Regions from separate parts of the Oryctolagus cuniculus genome. Here region 2 is linked to region 1. A link is a contact called in public Hi-C data. All regions are on one chromosome and are shown on one strand. The core of a region is the stretch at or near the end of the contact, and the rest is flanking DNA. Distances in the headings are between cores, read along the strand shown. Region 1 overlaps TJP1 (tight junction protein 1). Region 2 overlaps TJP1 (tight junction protein 1).

Region 1 (3,359 bases), core at 519-3,018:
TAAGTGAGGCATCAGATGAAGGATGGCGTGGCCCCGCCCCAGGCAGGAGCCCGCCCTTCCCGACTCCGTGTAGCTCACTGGCACAATCAAGAGGAGACACGTTTGAATCACTCCAACGCTCCGCTGTGAACAGGCTGGCTTCCCACGGCACCGTCTAGAGTGAAGCACGTTTACATAGAAGCCTGTGGCTAAAACAAGCCTTTAAAAATGTGAACAGCAATAACGAGAATATACTGAATTATGTGATTTCTGAAGTGTTGCAAATTAATTTTCATGCCAAAACAGCATGAAAAGACGAATGATTATGTGTCACCTAATCGAATGCAGTAACTCTGAAGTGCACAGTTAGAGAGGGAAACAGTGAAAAGTTTTAACAGCTAGCTCATGGCTTTCATTCTCTAATTACAATACATCTCTCAACATCTAACATGGGATTCAACTCCAGAGAGCAAAGTCAGCAAATGCTTCCCGACATGGCTGAGGCCACAGTGAAACGTGACGATGAGCATCAAAGAGAGCTTTTTTATATAAAAAAAAGATTTATTTATTTATTTATTTATTTAAAGTCAAAGTTACACACCGAGAGAAGGAGAGGCAGAGAGAGAGGGAGAGAGGTCTTCCATCTGCTGGTTCAAACCCAGATGGTAGAGCTGCGCTGATCCAAAGCCAGGATCCAGGAGCTTCCTCTGGGTCTCCCATGAGGGTGCAGGGGCCCAAGGACTTGGGCCATCCTCTACTGCTTTCCCAGGCCACAGCAGAGAGCCGGACTGGAAGAGGAGCAGCCGGGACTAGAACTGGCACTGATATGGGATGCCGGCACCGCAGGCGGCGGTTTTACCCGCTACGCCACAGCACCAGCCCACAAAGCAGGATTCTTAAAACAGCGAAAACAAAAAAATCCCATGTGGAGCACAGGTAAAGAGCCAGCTTTAAATAATGAATTTCACGCCGGCACCGCGGCTCACTAGGCTAATCCTCCGCCTAGCAGCGCCGGCACACCGGGTTCTAGTCCCGGTTGGGGCGCCGGATTCTGTCCCGGTTGCCCCTCTTCCAGGCCAGCTCTCTGCTGTGGCCAGGGAGTGCAGTGGAGGACGGCCCAGGTGCTTGGGCCCTGCACCCCATGGGAGACCAGGAAAAGCACCTGGCTCCTGGCTCCTGCCACCGGATCAGCGCAGTGCGCCGGCCGCAGCGCGCTGGCCGCGGCAGCCATTGGAGGGTGAACCAACGGCAAAGGAAGACCTTTCTCTCTGTCTCTCTCTCTCTCACTGTCCACTCTGCCTGTCAAAAAAATAAAAATAAAAAAAATAATAAAAAAATAATGACTTTCACTACACAATAACAAGGGGGGTGGGCAGCACTTTCCTTTTCATCCCAAAGAACAAAACAGAGCCAGCGCTGTCGCTGTGTCCCCGTCTTCCGGTGAGCACAGCTCTGGGCTCAGGGCGGCTCAGTTCCCCTCTGCCCTAAGCAGCTTCAGGTCCTCACTCACGTCCAGCGATTGCAGCAACCGACCCAGCCTCACACTGGAACCACGTGGCTCTGCCAGCCCCATCTCAGCACCTAAATGGGGCTCTGAGGGACATGAAGTAGGAGCCAGGAGACAGAGCGCTTTTAAGCACAAAGGACCTGAAATGGACGGCCGGCCCAGGCTGCTGAGCTGCCCTGCCCCCCTGTGGCCGGCTGAGCGGCCAGCGCGACCGGCCAACCCGCGCTGGGGCTGGGGCAGCAGAGTCCCTGTGCCTGTCAGCTCCCTGAGGAGTTGGGATAAAATAAGCGGAAGCGTGCCTTTCCCGAGGTCAGGGTCTTAGCCACAGTGAACGCGCCATGGATGACGGTTCAGCCTACTCTGTCCCCTGCGAGGGGAGGGCGCCCCCCAGAGTCTCGGCACAGGGACATTCGAGCTGGGAGGCCCTGCTGAGGTCTCACTGAGATGCTGTCCTGCCGGCTCCCAGCCATCGGCACCGCATGTGGCCTCGTGATTAGCAGGAAAGGTCACCTGACTCTCCTTGTACGGGGTGGGCGGGGTGCCTGAGGCGTCTCGGCACTGCAGCTGTGTACCCTCTCTGCAGAGACCCTCCCACCCCCAGCAGCCCAGGGTCTCTCCCGGAAGCTCCCAGCCCCTCTGGTCCACATTCTACCCTCTTTCCAAACCAGAGCCGGGCTGTACCCAGAGACAGCCATTTCCAGGCCTGCAACTCTGTCCACCCCTCACGCCAGGGCAGGCTCTCCGCACGTCTGCAGGTGAAACTCACTGCCCAGCGACTGAGTTGCCGGAGGAGGCGGGGACACCGTGTGGCCACATGCCAGGTGCCAGAGCCCTGAATTCGCAGGCTGAAATCCACAGGACCGAGGTGATGGCATTAGGAGGTGTGGCCTTTGGGAAGGGGTTAGCTCCTGAGGGGGGGTCCTCAGGCCCCCATGAAAGAGGGAGGCCTCAGGGAGCTGGTTCACCCCGTCTCCCATGTGAGGACGGGGGCCCTCACCAGACACCGAATCTGCCTCCTTCCCAGCCTTCCCCGCCCCCGGGAACGGTGAGAAACCCACTTCTGTCATTTCGATGCCGCTCGGGTCATGGGGTTACATCACAGTGAACCAAAGGACTAGGGCAGCACACATCTGAAAACCGATCTGTCGCCCAAGCCAGCCAGGGGCTCTCGAGGGGGACTTCCAGAATCAACAGGGAAAGTCTGCCAGGACGGGGGCAGTCTGCTGACCCCGCCCAGGCCAGCCTCTGCGGGATCTGTCACAACTGCAGGGACCCTAACCACAGCACCTCGTCTCTCCCTTCCCTCTCGGGCGGCCTTCTCGGGCCCACCCCAGGCCAGGGTAAAGGGCGGGCATGCACACAGCCGGGCCTCACCAAGCGTCTGCCAATTACTACCAAGTGGGGGCCTCTCCCCAATGGAACACAGAGCTAGCAAACAACGCATCCCGACACGCCTGCTTTCCATTGTAGTACTCAGAAGTCGCTGAGAACCAGTGTGTTAAACGGCTCTCATTCTGATGCCCGGAACAGGACGCCTGTTCAAAGGCAAGCACCTCCAGGCCCTCGGTGGACTGGAGCCGTGTGTGTGCACAGATGCACTACTTGCCCCTCTGGACGATTTGTTCTATCCGATAACAAACATGGAAATCAAATAACTGTGCTCATGGAGTAAAAGGCAATGAAATAACGAAAGATCAACTCTGGAAAAGTGATGCAGATCGCTATTAGATAGAACAATTTTCATACAGTCACTCGTCAACACACATGAAAGCATTCTGTTTATATTTCTATATTAAAATGTATGTGTATGTATTTATTTTCATTTCATTTGAAACACAGAGAGAGAAAAGAGAGAGAGAGAAATCTTCCACCG
Region 2 (3,359 bases), core at 612-3,111, 180 kb before region 1:
ACTGCATGCATTTTGGGAGTGAGAGCTCTATTATCTCTGCTTCTCAAATAAATTTTCATAAAAAAGGAACTTATAAACAAACCCCACTCACCATCTCTCTCGGAGGCATTAGCAGAATGGATGCTGTCAGAAAGGTCAGGGACGTTCAGCAAGGTCGCCCGTTCATCTCTCTGGACTACCATTTTCAACTTGCCTTTAGACCTTTCTATCAACGTCTTCGCATCAGTCAATGACATATTTTCTGTCACCGTACCATTTATCTGCAATGGAAAGAAAAAACTACAGGTTGAAATTAAGTGGCAAATAGGATACAAATGTTAACTTAGTCTATTACAGACAGAATTATTCAAACTAGTGTTAAGAATCAAAGTATCGGCCGGCACCGCGGCTCACTAGGCTAATCCTCCACCTTGCGGCGCCGGCACACTGGGTTCTAGTCCCGGTCAGGGCGCCGGATCCTGTCCCGGTTGCCCCTCTTCCAGGCCAGCTCTCTGCTGTGGCCAGGGAGTGCAGTGGAGGATGGCCCAGGTGCTTGGGCCCTGCACCCCATGGGAGACCAGGAGAAGCACCTGGCTCCTGCCATCGGATCAGCGCGGTGTGCCGGTCGCAGCGCGCTGGCTGCGGTGGCCATTGGAGGGTGAACCAATGGCAAAGGAAGACCTTTCTCTCTCTCTCTCTCTGTCCACTCTGCCTGTCAAAAAAAAAAAAAAAAAAAGAATCAAAGTATCCCCTTTATACTTTTCTGAATTATTTCAGCATTCCATCTTCCTCAAACTATCACATCTTTACAACACTGTTGCTGTTAGAAAAAGCCAAATTAGCATCCCTTGGCCCCTCCCAAAATCCTGTTCTGTTCTATAACTCATAAGCAAACCAATAAAACAAACATTTCTATATTTTCCGCAGCAACAGTCAAAACCACTTAATGTGTAAGAGCAGACTTGTCTACCTACAAAGTCATTTCTGCTGCTGAATGATACACATCTGTAGCAATTAATTCTTCCAGGATGATCTCATACCCAAAGCCTCAGAGGCATGCTCAGAGGCGTGCTGGGTCCCTGGTCCTCAGACACTGACTTTGAATTCTCGGGGGTGAAACAGCTTCGGACACCAGCAGCGCTATGGTAACTCTGGCACCTGCTTTCTGGTTGGGGTCATTAGGATGAAACAATATGACTATACCTTCAATACAACATCACCTTCTTGAATGTTGCCATCTCTTGCTGCCAAACTATCTTGTGAAATTTCCTTTACAAATATGTGGCTGGCCAATCGAAGACCATATTCTGAAATAAATATATTTAAACATCTTTATTGTAAAATCCCAAGACAGAGTTTTAAAGGCATAAGACTATTAATCCACACACAAGAATTTTAAAATACAATGAATCATCAGAAATTATTCTTGCCCACTCTGCAATTATGACATTCTATCTAATCATCAGAAAGTCTGCAATGTCATCCTGAGATCAAAGTGGAAGTGTGCGCTACAAACAAAATATTTTTGTGCTGAAAGGAAGAAAGGCCAGAAGAGAACATCATTTTTTGACCACGAGTTTCTCAGAATGAATATGACTCTAAAAAGCAAGCTGGTTGAGGCCGGACACTCTGGGGGAGTCTGACCATTCTATGGATGACGATTATTGATAGTCACTTCTGTTCTTCCAAGCTCCTGGAGGAGTATTTCTGATCCTGCACACATCTGGTTCTGGAGCCCTAGTCAGAGACGCAGTGTCCACTACTTTGTATGAGCCCACAGGCTGACATCCACCAGGCAGACGTGAGCAGGAGACCGCGTGCCAAGTCCTTCCTCTATACAAACAGTGCAGCGCACAGCAATGAGGCAGCAGTAACTCTGTGGGCCAGGGAGTGGTACAAAGTTGAAGACGTCACCGGGAGAGTCCAGAGAACCAGAATAGGTTCTGCCAACATCTCTATAAAAAATCTTTTTACAACACAACTATCAGTATAAGGTCACTAGGAAAAGGACTGTCCTTGACTGTGCGAGGAGAGAAAGACGACTCTGAGACTTACTAGATTCAACACATAAACACCAGGACAGAACAGTGCTTTTAATAGGGGATAGATTAGCAGACCTGCCACTCAAGTGCCTTAAAAGTTACACCACAGTTAAAGTTTAACTTAAGATAAATATACCGAGAGTGAGTATAAGCAGGAAGACAGTGGGGGTGGGGAGGAATTACTGTTTACAAGATGCAGGCAAGGAATTAGGCAAATAGCTATATGTGCTTTGGAAATGGCCATTACTTCACACAGGGACAGAGCAGCGGTTAAGGCTTATCTTATTCAAGGTTAAAAACTTATAGCTGGCACCGCGGCTCACTAGGCTAATCCTCCACCTTGCGGTGCCGGCACACTGGGTTCTAGTCCCGGTTGGGGCGCCGGATTCTGTCCCAGTTGCCCCTCTTCCAGGCCAGCTCTCTGCTGTGGCCAGGGAGTGCAGTGGAGGATGGCCCAGGTGCTTGGGCCCTGCACCCCATGGGAGACCAGGGAAAGCACCTGGCTCCTGGCTCCTGCCATCGGATCAGCGCGGTGTGCCGGCCGCAGTGAGCTGGCCGCGGCGGCCATTGGAGGGTGAACCAACGGCAAAGGAAGACCTTTCTCTCTGTCTCTCTCTCTCTCACTTTCCACTCTGCCTCTGCCTGTCCAAAAAAAAAAAAAAAAAAAAAACTTATAAACGACCATTAAATATTACTTACAGATTATTCTGGTCATTTATCCCAAATATTTCCTGGGGAACGTAACTATGCCAGGCACTACACATAAAGTAGAAAATGACAAACAGTCCCTGTAAGCCTGGCAACCTGCCTTGTCAGTAAAGAAAAAGGCGTTACTATGGCAATCACAAATGTGACAAGCAGTTCAGACAGTGGAAATATGAGCATGCCTCAAAAGGTTCGCTGAAATAGAATTACAAGGTAAGTTTATTTTCACACATAAAAAAATTTAAATCCATGAATAGATTTCTCATAATATACATTTTCCACGAACCTTCTGAAGACCCCTTGTACAGGGCACTGCATACAGTGGGGTCAGAGTAGGCCACTCTGAGGAAGAAATGCTAAAGGCAGAACTTTAAACAGGAAACAGAAAATCATACCAGAAGACTGTGCTGAATTTGGGGTGGGGGAGAGGGTGGGGGAGCATGGCGTTGATGCAATGATTTAAAACAAACATACAGAGAAGTACGAAGGGAAGCACGTGGCAGGTTGGATGAAATCCTAAGTGTAGGATGGTTGAGACTAGGAAGCAACAAAGACAAGGAAACATCACAGAGCACGTCACAGAGTCTGCAGAACCCACTGAAAGGGACCCGGGGACCAGGCACGAGGCTGAGT

Evidence for each region. Hi-C and Micro-C count contacts between places; a contact is called where the count stands out from the background.
Region 2: a contact with region 1 is called in a Hi-C map of psoas muscle, with 5 times the contacts expected there. The contact joins two enhancer-like sites. A contact is called at or near these places in 3 of 6 Hi-C or Micro-C datasets (ear pinna, psoas muscle and an unstated tissue).

What each region holds. Positions count from the first base shown.
Region 1 is chr12:10,952,985-10,956,343 of mOryCun1.1, reverse strand. The region is part of intron 2 of TJP1 (tight junction protein 1); the gene reads right to left. Among named protein-coding and RNA genes, the nearest start is that of TJP1, 35 kb to the right of the region's middle. Within about 2 kb of position 1,768, at least 1 of the 8 cell types and tissues checked has an H3K27ac peak or open chromatin away from gene starts, as enhancers often do.
Region 2 is chr12:11,134,008-11,137,366 of mOryCun1.1, reverse strand. It overlaps TJP1 (tight junction protein 1), which reads right to left. Exons shown (of 28, transcript XM_070053525.1): 7 at 1,183-1,286; 8 at 92-260. Among named protein-coding and RNA genes, the nearest start is that of ENTREP2, 140 kb to the left of the region's middle. Within about 2 kb of position 1,861, at least 1 of the 8 cell types and tissues checked has an H3K27ac peak or open chromatin away from gene starts, as enhancers often do.